Linked DNA regions of Oryctolagus cuniculus: region 2 is linked to region 1. Evidence: chromatin contacts called from public Micro-C data. All regions are on one chromosome and are shown on one strand. The core of a region is the stretch at or near the end of the contact, and the rest is flanking DNA. Distances in the headings are between cores, read along the strand shown. Region 1 overlaps AUH (AU RNA binding methylglutaconyl-CoA hydratase). Region 2 holds the start of NFIL3 (nuclear factor, interleukin 3 regulated).

What was found. A called contact is a pair of places that touch in the nucleus more often than the background predicts.
Region 2: a contact with region 1 is called in a Micro-C map of ear pinna, with 4 times the contacts expected there. The contact joins the promoter of NFIL3 here to the enhancer-like site in region 1. A contact is called at or near these places in 2 of 6 Hi-C or Micro-C datasets (ear pinna and skin fibroblasts).

What each region holds. Positions count from the first base shown.
Region 1 is chr1:139,681,517-139,688,176 of mOryCun1.1, forward strand. The region is part of intron 4 of AUH (AU RNA binding methylglutaconyl-CoA hydratase); the gene reads right to left. Among named protein-coding and RNA genes, the nearest start is that of AUH, 70 kb to the right of the region's middle. Within about 2 kb of position 3,630, at least 2 of the 8 cell types and tissues checked have an H3K27ac peak or open chromatin away from gene starts, as enhancers often do. A contact at or near this core is called in ear pinna, where this site is marked.
Region 2 is chr1:139,816,894-139,823,078 of mOryCun1.1, forward strand. It overlaps NFIL3 (nuclear factor, interleukin 3 regulated), which reads right to left and starts at 3,544. Exons shown (of 2, transcript XM_051847329.2): 1 at 3,406-3,544.

The sequences.
Region 1 (6,660 bases), core at 2,380-4,879:
CTGGCTCCTGGCTTCGGATCAGTGTGGTGCACCGACCGCAGCCCACCAGCCACAGTGGCCATTGGGGGGGGTGAACCAACGGAAAAGGAAGACCTCTCTCTCTCTCTCTCTGTCTCTATCTCTCTCTCACTGTCCACTCTGCCTGTCAAAAAAATAAAGTGTATATGAGTGAAACTGACATCTTGAGATCTGATTAATGTTTATGACCCTTGTTTAAACACCTGAGGAACAGTGGTCTTTCTAGCTGTTAAATTCTTTACTCAGTGGAGGTTAAGCTTGTAATTATAAAGTAAATTCAAAGTATATCATACAAAAATTAAAATTAAGAAAGGAGCAGAGAGTGTGGTATCATTACGTTCTTAAAAATGTATATATGAAATACATGAGATCTGTTCCCTTCACAGAAATAAATTTTTGAAAACATGTGTTTTTCTCTTGTTAATCAGCCTCATGTTCAATTTGGTTTCTAGATGCAGTCAAAGAGCCCACAGAAGAACTAAACAGGGGTAGAGCAGATCTCTCTACCCCACAATAGCAAGTCCATCAAAAATCTAGGTGACAGCTACTACTGCAGGCTGGCATCTGTAGTGGCAGGCAGTCTGTGGGACTGAGCTCTCAAACTGTGGACTCCAATGCTATCTCCAGAGAGAAAGAGCTGAATCACAGGACACGCAGTTGATGTCCACCAGAAATCTGATGCAGGATTGCTTACTCATGAGTGGGGGAAAACCCCTCCACACATCCATTCACAGAGTGTTCTCTGTTGCACTGTCTACAAGGATAGGAAAGACAGTTTGGTCTTTTTACATCTTTAAAATCGACTCTTCAAGACAAAAAAGTAAGCAAAGTGATCTTAGATGGTGTCTAAAATCAAACCCAGGGGCCGGCGCTGTGGCGCAGCAGATTAACACCCTGGCCTGAGGCACTGGCATCCACATGGGTGCCAGTTCGAGACCCGGCTGCTCCACTTCCAATCCAGCTCTCTGCTATGGCCTGGGAAAGCAGTAGAGGATGGCCCAAGTCCTTGGGACCCTGGACGAGACCCAGAAGAAGCTCCTGGCTCCTGGCTTCGGATCGCTGCAGCTCCAGCCTTTGAGGCCAATTGGGGAGTGAACCAGCGGATAGAAGACCTCTCTCTCTCTGCCTCTCCTCTTGCTGTGTAACTCTGACTTTCAAATAAATCCTTTAAAAAATAATAAAATCAAACCCAGACCTAAAACATCTGTACTACTTAGATAAGACTGAGTTTCAGTTTCAGAAAAGTCTAACTTATAGTAAACAAGTGGTTTCACATTCCTTAGATTTTTTTTTTCCCTAAATGGAAACACACTGATGTGATATACATGGAAGAGAAAATTTTTCTTGCATCCAATGACACACTAAAAATGTAGACTAGTAAAAGGGTGAAGAAATAAATTGACCTTAAATTGTGAAAGTACAAACATTCCCAGCTGTATAAATCTGAATTACAACAAAATAAAAGCAGGAAGATCAAGATCAATGTTCTCAGCATTGCACCATAAAGGGTGGCAGTGATGAGATTTCCGCCTGTGTTTTTATTAGTTCATATCTCTAACAAATTTTGTACTTAAACATTACACTTAGCATTATCTCTTTCAAAGTATACAGTCATTAAGGAAAACATCTGATGCATTAAAAAGTACTTCAATGAGACTGATCCATGAACATGCCCCACCCCATTATCAGAGGTACTGTAAGAAACAAATTTATGCTAACAAAACAAAATGAAGGAGCGCATGTTTGGCAGACAGGTGTCAGGAACCACCTGACTGGGGGTGTGGCATTCACACTGACCACGGTGGAAGATGAGCAGTGGAAAAGCACCCAGGGGCTGACCTAGGGACTGGGGCAAGAGGGGCTCAAATGAGTTGCTTCATGCTTGGGTTTTCCTAATCCATTAGGTCCAAGTTTTTAATTCTGCAAATATTTCAAAGTTACCATAAATGGCATATTTGTTGCTCAATCTGTCTCTCTAGGTGTCCTCTATATAGGTCAATGGGACATAACGTTAATTCTGAAGTTAGAGGATATAACACTCTCCTCATAGTTTTATACTTTTGGAATGGAAATTCTTTTTAAATTTGACAGTTTATAATATGAGAAATTAAGTTTCTCAAGACAGCAAAAGTCTTTAACACTGTAAGAAATACATTAACAGGACAAGCATTTGACGCAGGGGTGAACACACAGCTTCGGACACCCACATCCCATATCACAGTGCCTGGGCTTCCATCCCAGCTCTCTGCTCCATGCCTGCTTCCTGCGCATGCACACGCTGAGAGGCAGCAGGTGATGGCTCAAGTAGTTGGCTCCCTGCCACCCACACGGGAGACCCAGACTGAGCTCCAAGCTCTTAGCTTGGCCTGGCCCAGCCCTGGTTATTGCAAGCATTTGGGGAGATAGTAGATGGAAGATCCCTCTCTGTCTCCCTGTGACTTTCAAATAAACAAATAACAAATATATAATACAAAATGAAAATAAATTTGGAGTCCTCCTACAAAAATAATAGCTAAACTACTGAGTACTTTCAAACATTAATTAGCATAAATTGGGATTGTAGAAAGCTATCTATAAATTTTTCCTACTAAAGAATTAAGTAGCAAGCCGGCGCCGTGGCTCAATAGGCTAATCCTCCACCTTGCGGCGCCGGCACACCGGGTTCTAGTCCCGGTTGGGGCGCCGGATTCTGTCCCGGTTGCCCCTCTTCCAGGCCAGCCCTCTGCTGTGGCCAGGGAGTGCAGTGGAGGATGGCCCAGGTGCTTGGGCCCTGCACCCCATGGGAGACCAGGAAAAGCACCTGGCTCCTGGCTCCTGCCAGGATCAGCGCGGTGCGCCGGCTGCAGCGGCGGCCATTGGAGGGTGAACCAACGGCAAAGGAAGACCTTTCTCTCTCTCTCTCTCTCTCTCACTGTCCACTCTGCCTGTCAAAAAAAAAAAAAAAAAAAAAAGAATTAAGTAGCCTTCTTGTTCTTCACTACATAATTAAGTATAGTTTTACACTATACTTAAATAAGTATATATTATATTAAGTAATTAATATATAGTTTTACACCATTATAAATACTCAGAGAATACATACTCCTAGTTTTTCCCTAAAAGATATGTGTCTCAGTCTCTTTTTTTTATTTTCCAAGAAAATATGCATCATCTCAAAGTCTATACTACTTGTTTTTACATTTTGCACTCCTTCTATCTGGGAGCACTTTCAGAGAGCACCCCATAAGACACACCTTTACAAAGGCAGATCATCAGCTCCAAGGACATGAAGAAATACTAAAATGGCAGTTACATAAGAGCACAAATGAATGAGACGGGAAGTGAAAATCCAAGGAGCAGTGGCTACTCCCAACGGCAATAGGAAGAAATTATGACTCAATGTTATGCAACCAACGGGATCAGATGCTATTTTGAGTTTTGTACCAGGAAATGAGCCAGGTATGACAAAGAAGATAATAATCCTTTGAAATGCTCCTAAAAATATAATTAAAGCAAACAATTGAACAGTTTTTCTATTTTAAGAGGGAAAGACAGCAGCTCTGAAGAAGGCCTCTAGTGTACTTCACAGCCTTCCGGACACCACGGCCGGGGGCAACAAGCCAGAGACAGGACCCTGTGTGTGGGGAAATCACAGTACCTGCTGTCAGCTCTCCAGGGGATTACAGCACATAATGTAGGCTCTCTGTAAGCTTCTGGGAAAATAGGAACAAGTCAATGATCACGGGAGAATGCCAGTGTCCGTTATCTGACTTTTAAACTCAGTTTTACTAGAACAGTGTTCTATGCAAAAGAGAAATGAAACATTTCAATTAAAATGCCCCACAGAGAATGCTAGGAGTCTGAACACCAAGATTTTTCAAGATTAGAAGGAAAACCAAAGTCTGCCAAAAACTGCAATAAATCCCTACCTATCTCTAAATTCAGCTAATTTTACCTCCTGCTTAAAGTACTTCCTCCCACCCCTATCACTGAGTTCTAAAGGAATCATCGAAACAAAACAAAACAGAGCCCTGAACAAAGTCCGGCCTTTGCAAAAGGAGCCAGCCTGATGCCAACAGCACAGCAAAGGGAAGGCGAGGAGCCCGCAGACGGAGACGCAGCCTCAGGGAGAAGTCTCGGGCAGCACAGGCCTCAAACAGAGCAAGCATCCGCAAGCCAACTGCATTTCTACCACCAGGTTAAAAGCCAAGCAAAGTGCAGAAACTCTACAAGTTGTTGCGATGAACAACTACAAAGTGGACAGCAGTGGTCCTTCCTGAGGGTACCAGCAGATCAAGAACAAACACTGAAGGCTGGCACTCCCTCCCACAGGTGTTTTCACAATGCCCATAACAGTATTTTCAAGTTGTACTGATTCTCACCATAAAGAAAAAGTTACTTTTTACTAGAAAATAAAACAAAAAAAATGCTCTAGCGGTATGATAAAATAAGTAATCTCTTCTTTCACTGAAACCAAAGGGACATGAGTAAAAGTGCCCTTTGTTCTACTTCTGGACTGTTAGTGCTCTAGGGTAAGACTGAGCCACATGAACCCAAGGACACCCTGACTGCATGCTGTGTACCATACTCAATGATTAGCTCAACAAAGTCTCTTCAGTTCCATCTAAAGCTTATAAACCTACATTTGGAAAAATTCAGCAAAACAGATAGTGACTCCCCTAGTCAACCAGAAGAGAATGCTTACAATTTTTTCAAAAGCAACCCAGTGATTGAAAAGAATGTCTTCTTTAATATAACTGAGGGTCAATAACACAACTCCACATGAGCACACTCTGAGTGACACATTACTGACAATATCCAAGCCAACACATCAGAGACTAGTGTAGTCTGGGTTCATCAATGCTGAGCTGGTACACTGTGCTCATACTGCCACTTTCTGTTTCAATGAATTAGCAAAGTCCTAACTCCAGTCAGTCCCTGCTTCAAACACACACCAGGCACCATGCTGATGGCTTTCAGAGAAGCAGTAGAACATAGCTGTGGGGAGTTCAAATGTCAAACCCCAGGTCAGATCTCTGCTACAGTGACCACTGTGAAACCGAGAAAAGGAGCATAATGTTTCTAACGAGGATCCATACACCTAGCAAGGACTTATGGAATGCTTACACTGATGGCCACGTCAGAAAAACCTAACCGATACCATGGGAACCCCTATCAGCCTTACGAGACCAGAGTTACAATGACTACAAGGATTTCATCTTCTTACAGGACACTGAGGCAAGAGTTGTCTTGGTTGCCTGGCACCACTACAATCTGTGGTACAGGCAGTGTAGCAAGCCCCAGGGTCTGACTCTTGACCATGACTGCCCATCACTGATTTGCCATCCTAGACTGGAGGCCTGAGGAAGGCCTCAGGATGGTGATCCTCCTTCCATCCTTCCCCTGAGTACCTGTGAAAGGCATCGGAGCACAGGGAGAGGCTAGACTCTGAGGGAAGTGGATAGGAGGCTGGTTCTGTGCTCCACGAGCAACACCAGTTTGCTGGGTCTGACCAGGGAATCCTGGAAACCACATGGCACCAGCTGGCTGATTGCAAGGGAGCTCTGACTTGAGCTTTCTCTGGGCCCCCAAACCCATACTGTGGCAGTGCATGACTATGAAAGAAGGAAGGATCAACCCTGGGGCATCTACTGCCTGTCAAAATCCCACTCACATAAAGCCTGCCTGCGGGAAATGTGCAGGTGAGGGGCTGCTGGCGCAGGTCTCCACACACTCCCGCCAGCAACCTTATCAGAAAGGCTGCATTATCAGTGCAACTCAGTAATGATAACGAAGTTTCCTAAGAAACAGCGACTCAAGTTCACTACTGTGATACTGTAAAAGATGTATCTGATCTGCCTTCTTAATTCCAGAGATACAGATCCCAAAATCACTGGACTTACCTAAGTGACTGTTTTGCTAATGAGATGACTGCAGCCCCTAGGTAGCTTCAGGATGGCAGCTGGTCCCAAGTTTAGAAGGTTGGGGCTTTCAGCCCCATCCTCAACTTCCAAGGAGAAGAGCCAAGGCTGAAAGTTGATCATCAGAGGCTAATGGGTTAATGAGTCATGACTATGTAAAGAAGCCTCCATAAAAACCTGAGGGGTTCAGAGAGCTTGTGGGTAGGGGACCACATGGGGACTTCCAGGAAGTGAACAAGAATGCATCCATGCGCAGGGAGGGTGGTGCACTCCAGTTCCAGACAGACAGAGCTCCTGCACTGGGGACCCTCTGCACCATGACTTACGGGCCTCTGCATCTGACTGTTTACTTCTGTCCCCTAAAATACCCCTTATAATAAACCACGAAACAAGCTTTCCAGAGTCCTGTCCGTCACGCTAGCAAAGTAACTGAAAGAGGAGACGATGGGAACTCCAACTTAGAGAAGGTAAGTCAGAAGCACAGGCCAGTGATCAGCTCATGATCTGAATCTAAAGTGGGGAGAGCAGTCTTGGGGACGGAGCCCCTGAGATCCCTATGGGATCGGACACCACCTCCAAGTAGCCAGTGTCAGAACCGAATCAGACTTGGGGGTGCGGTGCTCACTGCAGAGCTGCCTGCCTGCTTGCTGGTGGTGAGAAGCACCCCAACGCTGGGGGGCCCTGAGGTGTCCTGCTCTCACACCACAATAATTGACGAAAAACAACAGGAAAGTATAAAAAA
Region 2 (6,185 bases), core at 2,294-4,793, 140 kb after region 1:
CCCACTCTCACTTGTGCATCAAGGCACTGGTGAGCATGATTCTGCAGGAAGCACCTGCTGCTGTCCCATTTCTGCTCTTAGGCAGAGGGTCCCACGTCCACAGTGTCACCCTGCTTGGCCTTCGTTTTCTACCGAGGCCGCATATCTGGTTCATCCCTGGGGCATAAGGGGGACTCCCCAGTTGCTGCTCATCTCAGCCCACAGGGTGTGGTGCGGGTGGGAGAACTCGGTGGACAGAAGCTATAGGGGAGTGCTAAGCTCTTGCCCCTGCACACAGTCCCCAAGTCAGTAACCCATTGAGCTGGGAGGTCCAAGGCTCTGCCTTCCCTTCAAACAGCCATCAACCCGGAACACCAGGGCAAACAGTTTTCTGAAAAAAGTCATCAGTAGGAAAAAAACAAAACAAAACAAAACAAAACAAAAAACCTCAAGAAATGATTTCCGCAGGCTTAATTCCAACACCAATCCTTACTGCTAAAATACTGCCCAGCAATTTAGGCAGAGAACGCAGGTGACTACTACGCGTGGATTTTAAAGTTCAACAAACTTATCTTTTAAGTGCATTTCCCCCAACCTTCCTGAGGTCTCTGGGAGAGGGTCTCGGCCAAGGTCCCAAGGGTGTGGGCCCAGCCTCAGCCGGTCCTCCACGGAGAGCCACTTGCCAGCCATGCGCTGTTACCCCTGGCACCAAAGTACTCCACTGCAGTTGTTACAGGAGCGTCTCCATGGGTGTTCCGATTTGGTTTTATTCTGAACTATCCTTTGCCCATAGAAACAGAAGGTTTAAAAAAAAAAAAAAGGAACCACCATGTCCACCTCCCCCCCCCCCCCCATTCAGCTCCAGTGGCCACTGCCAAACCGAGGCTGCCCTTCCAGCCCCACAAATCCCGGAGCACCCCACCCCCCACCCTCTGCGGTCTCTGCGTGTTCCCTAGGGTCCTCTCGGCTCCAGGAATGGGGACGTGCTGGCCCTGAAACGCACCGAGGACCTTGGGGAACAAAGGTGTGCGCGGGTCTCGGAACCTCGCCGTGCCACACGCGTGCATCAGGCCTGCGCGTCTGCCCCCCGGGAAGCGCGTCGCCGAGACGCCCGGGCGGCCCCTCCGCGCCCCCGCGCCCGCGGCCTGGGCTACCCGCGAGCACACCGGCACGCCGCGCCTCCCCGAGACCCGCCTCCCGCCGGGTGGGCGGCGCAGCGGGGCCTCGGCGCCGTGAGGACCCCCCGCGCCAGAACAAAGGAATGTGGGGAGGGGGCGGGGAGGCGCGCCGGCCACCGAGCGGTCCCCGTTCGGCCGCCGCCCAGAGACGCTTCCCGGTCTCGAGCCGCCGTCCCCGCCCGCTCACCCGCACCAGGGGAGCCCCGCGGGGCCGGCGTCGGTAGCCTCGGCTGCCCGAAGACCCCCGCGGGGCGGAGGGAGGGGCGCCGGGACGCGCCACGCGAGGACGCGGTCGGAAGGTGGCGCCACGCGGCCCCTAGAGGCCAGGGCTCTCACCCGGGCTGGAGGCTGGGGGGTGGGCGTGGGGAGGTGGGCGTGGGGGGTGGGCGAGAGGACTAAAGCGAGCCGCCAGCTTCTCCGAGAGCCACCGCAGTTGTGATTGGGACAACGTAACGTGTTCCGGCTGCGAATCGCTATAATAAGGCCCCACTACCCCTTACAAATAACCACGCGCTTTAATTATTTAAATGTTCAGTGGGTGTGCGTGTGTGTAAACCTGCTCATGGACACACTGGCACATGCATAGAGGCACTCGCAATGGCACTAGGTGGGGACTCCAGGGCGCTCTGCGTGCTCAGCGCCCAAGTGAAACTAGGGTATCCGGACAGAAACACAATCCACTAACCTATATCTGTTCCCCATAAATCACATCCGGCCGGGGGGGCGAGCACACGACGGGAAACACACACTTCTGACCTCCTTAGCTGGTGGTATTTACGAACGCCGGGGCCGGGGGCCGGCGGCTCCCCAAGTGTCCTCCAGCTAGAGGGAGGCGCAGCGAAATGCCTTCCTAAAAATACAGCCTTATCAAAGGTCTCCGAGGGCGTGCGCCGTGAAACTACAGCAGGCGGCCTTGAACTTGGATGTGCACGCAGCCCCGGAGAAAACACCAGGAATAGCTCCGCGAGGCCGCAATTGTTCAAACGCGATGGCGCTAAATTTAGAAGAACGCACATTTCATTTAGGGCAAAAAAGACACGCATTCGGCCGCCTGCTGCGCAGACTCGGCGCTTATAGGGCTGTCGACTTTCCTGTTGAAAATATCCTTGAGGGAAAAAAAAAAAAAAAAAAGAACTGTTACAGTGACATTTTTCCAGGCTGAGATTGCCCTAGTTTCTTTGTAGCGAGATTATAAAATCGCGTAATTAGCTCCCTCTTTCTACGCTCGATGCCAGCAAATCCGGCAGTTACATAATGCAACATTTCCAGGAAACTATTATGTGCGCTGTCTTGTCGCGTCGGAAACAGCCGCGGCGACCCCGGGCGAACGGGGGCTACTAAGAGGCAGCGCATTTCTTTGGATCAGGGGGGTGGGTAGGGGGAGGCAGACGTCACAATGCATTCGCCCCAGATTTCAAAACAACGGCTCGGAATCTCTCGGGGGGGGGGGACCCCGAGCCCCGAATCCAAGCCCCAGCTGCCTCCGACGTTCCGCAGGGCCGTGGGGGACACCTCGCGTGGATGTAAACAGCGCCCCGGGGCTCAGCGCCGCGCGACCGCGACCACACCGCGGCACACGCACACGCGCGCAGCTCCCCACCACCCTGCCGGCGCTGCGCCGTGGGCAGATTACGCAACGCACGCGAGGACAAATCCCACAACCTTCCCGAGGGCTTGTAAAACACGCTGACGACACACGGGCTGGGAGACGTCTGGGCACACACAGCGCCTGACACAGGCATTCTCCGGATGCCGTCACCGCTCGCGCTCCCAGCGCGCGTCCCCAACACGCAGAGCCAGACTGCTCCCCGTTCCTCAGCCCTGTCCTCTCCGCCCCCGGCCCCGCGGAGGGGCCAGGCGCCGGAGACCAGGGCGCACCTTCCCGCTCGCAGGGCGGGGGGGGGGGGGGCGCAACCACCCCGGCGCCGCTTCCCCACCAAAACAGCAATTTTCCCGAAATCGGGAGACGTTATGCAACCGCGGCAGAGAGCGCACCCCAGGCAGGACTACGTGCCGGCGGCGCCAGCGCGCTGCAATCAAAGCAGCCACCTTCGGGCGGGAGTCCCATCCCGACCGAGGCAGCAAAAGTTTATGTAACGAGCGGCCCGCGCACGCTCGCCGCCGCCGGCGAGCCCCGCGCACCCTTCGGCCCGCACCCCCACGCCCCGCGCCAGCCCGGCCGCGCGCCCCGGGAGCGGGCGGGGAGCGGGCGCGGGGCCCCCCGGCCGGCGGTGGGCGGAGCGCTTACCGTGTTCCTGCTCCCGGGCCGGCGCACCGGGGCGGCGAGGAGAAAGAAAGGGGAGATCGGGAGCCGGGCTGGCGGCGCCGGGGCTCGCGGCTCCGGGCCGGGCCTCCGGGGCCGCGGCGGGCGGCGGGCGGCGGCGGAGAGGGCGCGGCGCGGGAGGCGGGCGGGCGCGCCGGGTCCGCGGGCGCCGTGGCCGCGCCGAGAGATGTGTGTTAGTAGGTCAGTTCCGAGCGCCGCGCTACGTCGCCGCCCGCCAGCCCCGCCGTGACGGGCGGCCGCAGCCCCAATCGCCGCGCCCGCACCCGCCCCCGGCCCGCCGCCAATGGCCGCGGCCGGCAGGGGCGGGCCGGGGGGGCGGGCTCTCCGCGGCCCCGCCCCCTCTGCACTCCGCCGCGGCGCCGCCACCAGTGCGCGTCCCTCCCCGGCCTCGGACACCGCCGCCGCCCGAGCCGGCGTCCGCCAGGACCCGCGCCCTGCGCCCTGCGCCCCGCTCCGGGTTGCGCAACGGCCGGCGCAGCCAGCGCGGCGCGGAGGAGCCTGGGGAGGAGGAGCCCGGGACCCCCGGGCCTGGCCTTGCCGTGGTGGCTCCGGGCTCCCCGCGACCCTCGTTGCTCGCAGATGCGCTTTTTGTCTCCCCCAGCGGCGGCGGCGGCGGCGCCGGCCGGGCTACCTGTTGCCGACCGAGCACCGGGCGAGGCGTGGCAGCGACCTCGGCCTTGCCTTCCCGCAACACTGCGGAGAGGAGCGACCCTTGCGCGGTGGAGCTGGCGGGAGGCCGGAAAGGCGGCGGGTGGCGGCCGGGAAGCTGCGGGCCCTCGGGGGTGCCGCGGCGGGGAAGGGGTTGGGGCGGCGGCGGGGCAGAGCTGCTCCGGGAGAAGCAGAGACTCAAATACCCCGCGCGTCCTGGAGACGGCCCCGGGCACGCAGGCTACGCTGCACGCGCCAACACCTCCCCTTGCACGATGAGGTCTGCTGTGAAGTTGTTGCGTCACGCAACTGGGGGACGAGGGTCGTGGGGGCCCCCCTCAGTCCCCGGGCCACGCGGAGAGGCGGCCGCGGCTTTCTCCGGGGGGAACTGGCCGCACTGGGACGCCCATTGGCGTTGGGCGCTGGAGCTTGAGCCGACCGCGCAGGGTCGCTTCTGGCGATCAGGGGCCGGTAGCCCTTTGGTGTCATTTCTGCCCCTAGTCGGATGCGGTCGCCTTCTCCCTCAAATTCTGGGGTTTCCCTGGGGAGACGTAAATAAATGCGGGGGAGCGCTCCCAGCCGCGAGTTGTGAAATCATTGCGTGTGAGGTTGGGGAGGTGCGCAGCAAGCACAGCCCCGTGCGCGTGTCGGGGTCTCGGGTGGAGGGGCGTGCCGGCCTGGGCCGAGGGAGCCATGTTCCTGGCTATGGCGCGCACGCTCGTCCAAACAGGGCATGTGGCGGGTGGGGCGGCCCGCCCCTGTCGCTCGGGCTGCGTGCAGGCTGGGCTGAGCGTCCCGCGGCTCCGTTTTCTTCCCCTGCGTTTGGAGACACAGAGGGGCGTGCAGACCGGCGGCCGAAAGCCCGGGCCGTCCGGCGCGCTAACACCGCACACCTCGTGGGCACCTGGCGTGACGTTTCCAATGCCTGTGGCCCCCGTCGCTTGGACGTTTGCCCTGTCGTCGCCGCACCGCGCTGCGGTTCCGAGCTCGGCGTCCCCAGCCGCAACCCGGGAGCTGGGGCTGTGCCATACATGATTTGACGTCTTCCCGACACAGCTCCTTGGGTGCTGTCAGGGACAGCCGCTCAGCGACACGGTGATCGCAGAGAGTGGGCTATCTTGATGAAAACCAACCCTGATGTGGGTTTAGAATTTCCACTTTTCTCGTGTTTACTGGTAGTTTCCTTTTTTTCCCTAAGCCAGGGCTATTTATAGCTCTGAAGAAAAAAAAAAAAAAACAAAACCTCTCGTAGATGCAATCAAGGGCCTGTCGACAAAACAGTTGCCTTTTCAAGGTCAGAAATGCAGCGGGTTCCTAAGAATGCACAGCTGCCCGGCCCCCACAGGTTCTCCACGTTCTGCCTTTTGGATGCTTTCCTGGGGCTCCAAAGCGGCTACTGTCTTGAGAGGGGGCAGTTTGATCTTCAAGATAGGCAGGTAGTGTGCCTGCAACCCCTCCAGGCAGTGGTGGTGGAAGAAGTCTCCGAACCTGGACACTTGGTCTTCATCCTGAATTCTGGTACCTGCTGCTCGCCCAGCTCCTTGGAGTATTTTGGATTGCCCCCGTTATCAAATGTGCGGTTCCTTTTCTGTTACCCGCTGACTTGAGATTCTGAGGAAGGGTCATGCAGAACTGTGTTACCAGCTTAGAAAATAACTCTTTAGCTCCCCCTGGTGATTGGGAGACCGCTGAACAAGATGAGGACGCATCTGTCCCCAGGACCACAGTGCTGTTGTGTCGGATCGATACTAAGAGTGTATCCTGGAAAACCCACGGGGCAGGCGACTGTTTGCAGATCAAACTGAGTAAATGGAGCATAAAACCTAAAGGCTTTGAAACAAGTGAACCAGGATGGGGAGGCTTCAAGGAAAGCAGCCATGTGAGTGTGTGGTCAGGTAGGGCTGCGACCAAGATCAGAGGTTCAGGAGGAGGGTGGGGGGAGGCGCGGAGGAGGAAGGTTCTCTATGAGGTGTGAGGTCAACGCGTTTCTATTCTCCGTGCCTGTCCCTCTCAGTGCTGGGGGTGGGGTGGAGGCAGCCAGAACACCCAGCACAAGAAAACCAACTGCATTCAGCTCTGTTTTATTACCCTGCCAA